Regions from separate parts of the Gossypium hirsutum genome. Here all the other regions are linked to region 1. Evidence: chromatin contacts called from public Hi-C data. All regions are on one chromosome and are shown on one strand. Each heading gives the region's core, a stretch centred on a gene start, on an enhancer-like site or on the middle of the called end of the contact. The rest is flanking DNA. Distances are from core to core; before and after follow the strand shown. Region 1 has its middle 13 kb from the start of LOC107889932. Region 2 holds the start of LOC107890212 (18.1 kDa class I heat shock protein). Region 3 holds the start of LOC107888734 (zinc finger protein CONSTANS-LIKE 7).

Region 1 (3,372 bases), core at 496-2,995:
CGGAAGTTAACCATCTCACAAGGATCTTTAATCTTAGGGATTAAAACAATCAAAGTCTCATTAACACAACTAGCACTTTTTTCGCCCTTAAGAATATCATGACAAAGATGTAAAACATCATCACCCACAATAAACCAATGATCCTGAAAAAATGCCTCGATAGCCCATCAATCCCCGGCGCCTTTCGAAGGTCCATTTGTTTAAAACCTTTCATAATCTCCTCGTCCGTAAAAGCATCATTCAGCCTACGGTTTGTATCCTCATCAATGCATCTAGGAATGTGCTGCATGTCTCTATCAACATCAATATTGCATGAAGTCTTAAAAATATCATTAAAGTAATTCCAAGCAATATAGCCAATCTCCTCCTCGTCATCATGCCAAGTCCCTTGCAAATATTTAAGTTTCGAAATATTGTTCTTCCTTCTACGACCCGACGCCCGAACGTGAAAATAACGAGTATTTCTATCCCTCTCCCTCAGCCACTGGGAGCGCACCCTAAGAGCCCAGTATTTTTCCTCAACATCATAAAGATAGCCAAGCTTTCCACGAGCTTGTTTAAGCTAACGCGTGGTCCACTCGTTCGAACCGCCATCCATGAGCTGACTAATCTCCTTCTCCAACTTTTTGATTTTGTTCGTCATTCTTCTAAAGCGATGATATAGCCACGGACCCAACTTATCACGAGTCAGGTCCATTTTATCTATCATAGAACAATCCTTCTTCGACCAAATACTTGAAATGATGTCTTTAAGCTCCTGCTCATCCGCCCAGCAAGTATCATATCTAAACCAAGCCCTTTGACCAGCCTTCGCCTTGTTGGGTCTACTACCTTCTGAATCCATCATGATAGCCTCGTGGTCAGACTTGGACTGGCGAACGATGAAGGAAGTAAGAAAGGGAAGCTTCTCCATGGTAGCATCAGAGACAACGAATCTGTCCAGCCTCTCTTTCACGAGCCGATCTCCTTCCCTATTGTTAGTCCACATAAACCATCCATTACAAGGTTTAACATCAAAATCTTAGGTTTACACCGGCCACCCTCCTTTTACGAGTCATTCAGGATGGCGTTGAAGTCACCCCTAACAATCCAGCCTTCAGTAAGCTTATCGCTTACTCTTCTCAACATGTTCTAGGCCTGCTGTCTTTGACTAGAATCGCTCTGGCCATAAAAGCCAGTAAATCTAATCACCGCATCATCCTCCAGTCGAACCAGTCAGTCGATATGGAATTTTGAATAGTTCTGGATCGAGACATTCACGCTTGCTCTCCACATTAACGCCAGCCCCCCGCTCTTTCCCTTCGAATCGACCGCAAGACAGCCCTCCATCCTACATAAATTGCGAATACGTTGGAAACCATTAGATTTGATTTTAGTCTCACAAAGAAAAACAATATCTGGGACGTTAGCAATAAGAAGTTGCTTAAGCTCACAAACTACTACCAGGCGACATTTTTTTTTTATAGAAAAAGACCCGAAGGTCAACCTCAATTTATTGCATCTCTTAAAATAATATCATGGATTTCCAAAGGATAATCCACGTCAAAATCCGTAATACCATTCTGAGCAGTAGCCCATTTACAAAGGTAATCAGCCGCATTATTACAACAGCGTGGAGCCCAAACAAATTTAAAGTAAACACATGGATCCAATATTTTAATACTTTCCCTGATGCAGTAGCCCATGGTTGAAAAGTCAACCGTCATCCTATTTAGCCGATTCACCAGGCTTACACAATCAAACTCAAACCCCAACTTACGCCAATTTTTTGTCCGCGCAAAATTCAAGCTTTCTTCCAGTGCATAAAACTCGGCCCACTCGGCTTGGACGTTCTTCTCCAACACGCCCACTCGACCGCCTAGGACAAAACCATCATGGTCCCTCGCCACAAGCCCAAAACTCATCTTTCTTCCCATCGTAGTAGCGTCAAAATTTATCTTAATCACTCCCAGACCGGGCTTCGCCCACCCTTTTTCCATAATCGGCTTAGGAATCATCGGTTTTTCCAGGAAGTTAAAAATACAAAATTCACGGCTTAACCCAGCAGCCCTTTCCCAAGTCATTCTGGCCTCCTCCTCTACATCCCGAAAAACTTTATTGTTGCGGCTGTTCCAAATATTCCAAAGCACCGTTATGAAATCAGAAAAAGCCTTCTTGTCCAGTGCACGAGCCACATCCTCAAGCCAGTCCACACACCGATCGTAGCAGCCTTCCAACAAGTTATTGTTCAGTCATTCATAAGCCAGCACCGCTCTAGCCTTAGGACAGTCTTTCATAGCATGAATTAGAGTCTCCATAACAGTCCCACACCTTGGACAATTGCTATTAAACTCCCTTCTAATGTTGGATATATTCTCGTATGTAGGCAGAATGTCGTGTCCCAAACGCCAACAAAAAATCTTAATCTTAGAAAGAGTCTGTAGTTTCCACGTGATCTTCCAAAAAACCCGACGAGGGCCAAACGCTACATGCTTCAACGTCAGCCAGGAATAAGCAGACTTAGTCGAGTAAGAGCCAAAGGGGTTATGGAACCAGATCTGAGAATCCTCAGGGCCATTATGAATAATGGGGATTTTACATATTTGGTCCCCCAAGTCTTTACCATAGATCGCAATTACCCGTCCCTCGTTCCAGTCATCTTTCTCACTGTTCAGCAAGTCACACATTTTTTCCTCTTGGACCTCCCTCCTGCGCAGCCCAATCGAGTCACCCGAAAGCCCTTCAAAACCCCACCTGTCGTGCCAAATATCAATCCTGCTTCCCTTACCGACATTCCACCCGAAGCCCTCGTACAGTAAACTAGCCGCTTTTGTAATGCTTTGCCAAGTAAAAGATGGTTTGTCAATCCGCTTAGGATGAAAGACATCCCCATCTGGAAAGTATTTTGTGCTCAAAACTCTCAAGCACAAAGTGTCCCGATAGCACATAAGACGCCACACTTGCTTACCTAACAACGCAACGTTAAAGCGCCTCAAATCCTGGAACCCGAGACCCCCATTCCTTTAGGGTAACACAAGCGGTCCCAAGATAATATATGCCAGCCTCTTTTATTTTCTTTTCCCCCCACCACACACGGAAAATCAAAGATTGAAGCTCCTCCAAGACGCCATTAGGAACAAAGAAAACAGAGAACCCGTAAGTAGGAATAGACTGCAGGATAGACTTGATGAAAATCTCCTTTCCACCATACGAAAGTAATCTTTTTGACCAGCTCTCAATCCTACTAGCGGCACGATCTAAGATACTTTGAAAAGTCGCTGACTTCTTCTTACCAATCGGAATGGGTAGACCGAGATAACTATCAAGGTTGGCAACCACCTTCATTCTAAGCAAGCCACTTAAAGATGTGCGTTGAGAAACAGGAGTGTTAGG
Region 2 (3,372 bases), core at 255-2,754, 240 kb before region 1:
ATTTTAAATTATTTAAGATGATTAGACTTAGTTCAACCAAAAACAAAATTTTGAACTTTTCCAATTTTTTATTCAATTTTTTACCATGATTTTGGGTTGATTTAGACATGATCATGAGTCAAATTGAGTCAAGTTTAAGTTAGATCAATGAAAAATTTTAAGTCCAGGCTCTGTCTAGAAAATGGATCTAATTTTTTTCCGAGTCTGACATAAATTAAAAATGCTAAAACAAGCTTGACTTGACTCGTCTATATTAATTTTTTTAGATTATTATTTTTATATAAAAACAAGTTTAAAAAAATATAATACATAAAATACACTAAGAACATTAAAATAAATATTTCTCAACAAAATAGAAAATGAATTAACCAAAATCTTTATACTTAAATAATACTAATACTCCTTCCAAAAAAATAATAGTAATATATTTACAACTTAGCAAGTAAATATCTCTAAAATAGTAATAAAATTAACAATAAAATAAAATTTATACAATATCCAAATAGTAACAAAAAAATGATAACAAATTAGCAACGAAATGGCAACAAAATATCATCGAAATAACAACAAAACAATTGATTCAACCTGAGTCAAAAAATCCTACTTAAGACCTAACTTATTTAAGAAAACAAGTTTTATTTTTCGTTCAAACTCACTTTTCAAATCTATATTTTTACTCAAGTATTCTTACTTTTCGAATGAGATTTTTGTGTATGTCCCATTATCTTCAAGTTATCTTATATGTATTTTATTTCAAAGGTTTTTTCTCAGTGATTTACTGAGAATTTTGGCTTGAGTTAAGTTCTAAGAACAAGGCGTTCTCAAAAGAAACCAGTAAACATTTTATTCATAACTTTACATGCATGTATTACATGCCAGAAGCATACACATTACATGAAAATGCAGCAACAACAACACACATGAAACACACCAAAGAAAACACTGAAACAAACATGAAAATTTTCTCAAATCTCTTCCACTCAACACTTGATCTCCTCAATCTCAATCATTTTCTTCTCTGGTTTCTTCACTTCTTGTTTGGGGACAGTCGCCACAAGCACACCATCCTCCATTGATGCCTTAACTCCATCGGTCTTCACATTCTCCGGCAACCAAAAACTCCTCCGGAACTCGCCTCTGCAACGCTCAACTCTATGCCACTTAACATTTTTATCATCTTTATCCTCCTTCCTTTCTCCATATATTTTGAGCACCCTTTCATCATCAATCTCAACGTTCACTTCCTTTTTGTTGAGCCCCGGAAGATCAGATATGAACACATGGGCCTCTGGGGTTTCTTTCCAATCTGTTGGGGTGTTAAGGACTGGACATTTGTTGACCATTGAAAGGAAAGGGTCGTATATTTCATCGCCAAATAATTGGGAGATGAGAGCCATCTTTCTTCTGGATTCTATGAAATGGGAATACAGTAATGATGAATATAATGTACAAATGGAACTTATCATATATAAAGGATGAATAAGCTGTCTCTTGAACTTTCTTGATTTTTACTATGAAACTAATAGTTTCATATGTTCTTCTACGATCTTCTGTCGTTATAATTTCTTGCATTTTAATCACTAAAGAAGTTAGGTTGTCGACAAGTATTATTTTAACATTATCTAATACAAGTTCCAGAAGTTTATGGATAAATTAATTGCGTAAGCATCTGTCATTGTTCCGAGAGATGTTCCAGAAAATGGAAATGAAGCAGGCCCAAGCCCTAATGGATGTCAGTTTCTGACCTCGAAAAGCCTGTAATGTCCTCTTTGGGCCCATGGTTTTGTTGCTTGGGCCAAATTGCTCGTAATTAAAGAAAATCTATAACTGACATACATTCAAATTAACTCTTTCGAAAAAGTGGCGAGTGATTTTTTTAATTAATTATTTAATTTTATTAATGTATTTTTTATTTAACTTCTTTTTAGATTAATTAATTATATTAAATTCAGTCAAAAAATTTTAAATGATAATTACCTTTTGAGTAAAAAATTTCTAAAAGTGGGTATGGGTTGAATGTCATTTGTTTTTAGAATATAATAAAAAAAGTGAGTATTTAGCACAGTGTACTATTTTTATTATATAAATAATATTAAAAAATTATCATGACTCTCTCTTTTTTAAATATTTATTTTTTAATATTTTATTATATCTCTATAGTGGTCAAATTTCAAGTCGAATCTCTCTACTAGAATCGCACTTGAAATTTAATCTTTATTTTAATTTGACATATTTTGTATTCTATTTTTTTAATAACATTAGTTTATTTATATTTTTTTTATCCACAACAATTTTAGTTAAAATGTTGAGGTTGAATTTTTATTTTTTTTGAAAAGTACACATTTTTAACTTATCATATAGAGATAACTTTTTTGTGGGTTAAAACTGTATTTTCTAAGAAAAATTATGTATCTACGAATAAAATCGGTTCCCTAGGCTTTTCTCCATGATACATATACAACTATTTTATTTTTATTCTTTTAATATAAAATAATAGTCAAAGTATATTTTATTCTTTTATTGTACTCATATTTGAGATTTAATATTTATGTTTTAATTTGACATAATTTGGTTCTCTACTTTTGCAGTGATATCAGCCAGTCCAAATAGTTAAACATATAATTTTTTTAAAAAAGTAACCTCCTAACAATTAAAAGGAAAATCTATTTTAGCATGATTATTTGAAAAGTTTTAGGCTCCGTTTGTTTACCTGTAAAAGCTTTTTTGTAAAAGCTTTTCAGCCTTTTCCAATGTTTGTTTGGCTGAAAATAATTTTCTACGGTAAAACATTATACAAAACACGGGAAAAGGAGGTCTTTTTTGGGGAAAATGTCTTACCCTTTTTATTTCGGTAAGATATTTTCCGAAGTTTTTCCTCTTCACATCCCAGCATCAGAACTTGCTAAACGCTCTCTCCTTCTCCTTCCCTTCCCTTCATTGCGTCCCCTGCCTAGGATTCATCTTTGTATCAAAAACAGCTAGCAGTAGTTTTGTTGACAAAAAGAAAAAGGCCCTAGCCATTTCTAGTCTTTTCAAAAATGAAACTCTCAACAATTTGGTGATTTTTCTCTTCAATTTTTTCGTCTACTTCCCTTCAACGATTTGCCATTTCAAGTGAAATTAGTCGATTTAAGTTCAAAACTCAATTGTCAAAATAGGCTGTGAGACAATTAACTATGGGAAATAATAAGAAATTTAGAACCGTTTTGGAATTATATGGCTTGTTTGCTTGCTTCTGAGCAAAATGTATTAACATTTTTGTTTTCATATATTCTTTTTTCCCTCTGGTTGTTCCCCGATAATAATTGAAAAGAAAGCTTTTCGAATTGATGTGAGATTAAAGTAGGTAGTTTTAATTAAGTCCTAGACTTC
Region 3 (3,372 bases), core at 542-3,041, 160 kb before region 1:
AATTAATGAGAGAAATCTTATTATTTCTAGTGAGTAGGTATATTTCCGAAGGCTTGCTATCCTATAAAGGGTAAAAGATGACGCACAACTTAATTTAAATTTTAAAATATTGTCACGGAAAACTATATAATATTTTTAATATCAACCAACCAACCAACCAACAAAATGTGACAAAGCTGGGCCGAAAATGAAAAATCCAGCTGGCTTAAAAGGTATACTAGGGCCCATCAAGAGAAAAGCAAAAAGTGCAAAACATAATTTTCAAAAGCTACATTGAGCCTATTATCACCTCATATAGAAACAAAGCTAGCATGGGCTCAACTTTCCCCCCATATGCCACTTTCTTTCACATTTTTATCAATTAACATAAAAAAATATAAGATTATTTCTTCCATCACCTAATTTATAACTGATGTTCAATTATTATTTATCTATGTATGCAATACTCTTCCAATTTATTACCAGACACCATTATTGATTTATTTTGACTTGTAAATAATTTTTTTTAATACTATAGTTAGCGTATTAAATTCAAACTCATAAAAAAATTTCTGCATAAAAAAACATTTTTTAAGTTAAATAAAAAATCATCCTGAATAATTTATTTTATAAAAAGAAATCTAAATAAGCCCAAAATTAAATATTTTTATTAACTTAAACTCTTAACTTTTAACATTAGAAAAAGTTAAAACAAAAAGAAATGATTGATTAGGGGCTAAGATCTTACATTGGGAGAAGGTTGATGCAAGTGAGGGACAATTTGAGGGGACTCTCCTTCAATGTAAAGGGGGCCCTTATCAGACCAAGCATTCATTATCTCCTCATAGTCAAGCTTCAAAGCCAACAACTTTTTCATCTTCTTCTTACTCCACCATGCACCGCCATCATAACCACCGTCTCCTCCGCCGCCGCTACTCACTTCTTCCATCTCTTTCTTCTCCACAACCTCAGAATAAACCACCCACTTCTCCTCACTCTCATCTCTCTCTTTCTTCCCTTTCATAGCCGCCCGTACAAGCGACAACCTCGTTCGATCTTCACAGTTATACCCCCTATACGTAAAAGAAGGTGACAAAGGACTCTCTTCCGACGTCACCGTAGTCGCCGTCGTCGTGGTCGTCGCCGTCGCCATTTCATTCTTATAATTATCACTACCTTCGCTGTCTAAAAGACCGTTAAGTGTAACAGCATGATCACCATCTCCCTCTGTCGTGTCGAAAAGCAAAGAAACATTATCGTACTGTGTATCACGATCTTCAACTAAATTTTCAGGGTGAAGTGGGAAAAGATTAAGCTGTTTATCTGCAATTTCTTTGTTGTTGTTCTCGTTGTTGTTGGTTAATGGCATTTGGGGTAAGTTTTCTTCAAGGTGAAGAAGGCTAAGGTACTTTGGTCTCCTAGTTTTAGTTCGGGTTTTCCGAGAATGTTTCAGAGAAAAACTACGAGACTTTGGTTTTCTTTTGCTTCGTCTAGTACTGTTGTTATTGTTGCACATATTTCTGTTTGGATGGAGGGAAAATGGAAAGAAAAAAAAAAGAGAGAAGAGACCTTTAAAGAGGGAAAGGAAACAGAGCGGGATCTACAATATGGAAGGGAAAGAGGCTTAAGTGTCAGAAAATTACAGGGGAAAAGTGATGGTGATTGGGTTGATTGGGGCTGGCACTTTATGTACACGTGGAAGAAGATGATTGGAAGGAGATTAGATTGTATTGTTATCTGGATTTCGCCGCTATAGATAGGGTTGGGGTTTTAGGGATACCAATTGGCCAACACAGGAAAATGTTTGATTTTTGCTTAATAAAGAAAGATAAGATTATATTTCAATTAGGCTAAAATTCAGGTACCAAGCACTTTTACTCTAAAATTCTCTTACACCTTCCTTGACATTTATTTATTAAGCAAATTTTAAATAAAAAATAATTATATTCATATTATTTATTTATATATTTTATTTAGTTTATTTTTTTAATTACAAAAATAATAAATATTAATTAAATATTAAAAATGATATAAAATTAAATATATTTAATTTATTTCATAAAAAAATTAGATCTGACTTCAATTAAAATAAGATATGTAACTTTGATATCGATTCGTGAAATTATTTTATATAAAATTAATTAATTGCAATAATGAAAAGAATAATTAAAATATAAAAGTAAAAAAAATATCAAAGTTAATGTTATAATTAAATAATCAAAAATTTAATATGTATTTACATAAGAAATTATTAAACAACAAACAAAAAGTGAAAAAGATGACGAAATTCAAATATATTTATTATTGGTGACTGAAGTAGTTGTATAGTTATTAATAAGTGTTATAAGACATGAGTTCAAATATTACATGAATAAATGTTGAGATGTCTTTGGTGGGTGGCTATGTCCATCTATATGGTCCTCTTTATCACACTTGACGAGCTGCTTTCACTTTATGAATTTACCACTTCTTGAAGCACTTGGCTTTTATTAGAGTTGGGGGGTAAAACTCCCATTGCAGATAATATTGACCAGTTGAGGGGTTTGTCAGCTTCTGACGAACAACACTTCACAAACTTTTCTCGACAGAGTTGGTCTACCTCAAAAAGGTCTTAGCTTAATCACATAGTTAATGCTCCTGGAACTTTAAGATATAAATCATGTGTGGGTTCTCAAACAATATTCATTTTAATTTATGTCCTACTATAAGTGAACTTTGTGTATATTTATTAAAGTATAGATCTGGATGTATTCTAATTATCGATCATGCCTTATAAGATTAATTCTGGTTATAATTATCCATATGTATTTTTAATAATTGTAATTGTGACGGTATGTGTAACAATTTTATTAGATAATGTTTATTAATTAAATATTTTAATATTATTAATATAAATTTTAAATATTGTTATAATAAATTTAAATAAAAATATTTTATTATTTAATTTGAAATAGAGTTGATGAAGTCCAAACCAAAAACATCTTACCTAAAAATCGTGCTGAGTGAGTCAGGCCGTCTTGTATTGTAGTTTAAAACTTAAGTCCTCCTTTAGAGGGATGGGGAAACATATTGTATATAATAATTGTGAAAGTAATTTAATAATTATAAGTGAAATTAATCATAGAAACTAAAGCTTTCGTGTGAAGTTCAAAAACCAGAAAAGCAAAAAATTATTACTTTTCAGTAAGTGTATGATAGTGAAGCAAAAACCAATCACCAAAGGTTGGACTAATGAAACAGGAATGCAATAAGGGCATGGAGGGGGTGACTTAATGGCAAAAAATTAGGTGGAAGTCAACAGTGAAAAACCCAGTAGCCAATCAGGAAGGAAAGGCATGAGAAAGTGCAAAGTTGAGGGTCCCCTTATTGAGAACCTTTTTAGCTTTTTGCTTA

The links. A called contact is a pair of places that touch in the nucleus more often than the background predicts.
Region 2: a Hi-C map of leaf shows a contact between it and region 1, with 2.0 times the contacts expected there. The contact joins the promoter of LOC107890212 here to the enhancer-like site in region 1. A contact is called at or near these places in 3 of 34 Hi-C or Micro-C datasets (anther and leaf).
Region 3: a Hi-C map of fibers shows a contact between it and region 1, with 4 times the contacts expected there. The contact joins the promoter of LOC107888734 here to the enhancer-like site in region 1. A contact is called at or near these places in 16 of 34 Hi-C or Micro-C datasets (anther, callus, fibers and 3 more).

What each region holds. Positions count from the first base shown.
Region 1 is chrA09:12,977,769-12,981,140 of Gossypium_hirsutum_v2.1, reverse strand. No RefSeq gene overlaps it. Among protein-coding and RNA genes, the nearest start is that of LOC107889932, 13 kb to the right of the region's middle. Within about 2 kb of position 1,745, at least 2 of the 9 cell types and tissues checked have an H3K27ac peak or open chromatin away from gene starts, as enhancers often do. A contact at or near this core is called in fibers and leaf, where this site is marked.
Region 2 is chrA09:13,218,560-13,221,931 of Gossypium_hirsutum_v2.1, reverse strand. LOC107890212 (18.1 kDa class I heat shock protein) reads right to left here and starts at 1,504. Exons shown (of 1, transcript XM_016814702.2): 1 at 822-1,504. The coding sequence starts at 1,466. The coding sequence ends at 981.
Region 3 is chrA09:13,134,546-13,137,917 of Gossypium_hirsutum_v2.1, reverse strand. It overlaps LOC107888734 (zinc finger protein CONSTANS-LIKE 7), which reads right to left and starts at 1,791. Exons shown (of 3, transcript XM_016812922.2): 1 at 728-1,791. The coding sequence starts at 1,495.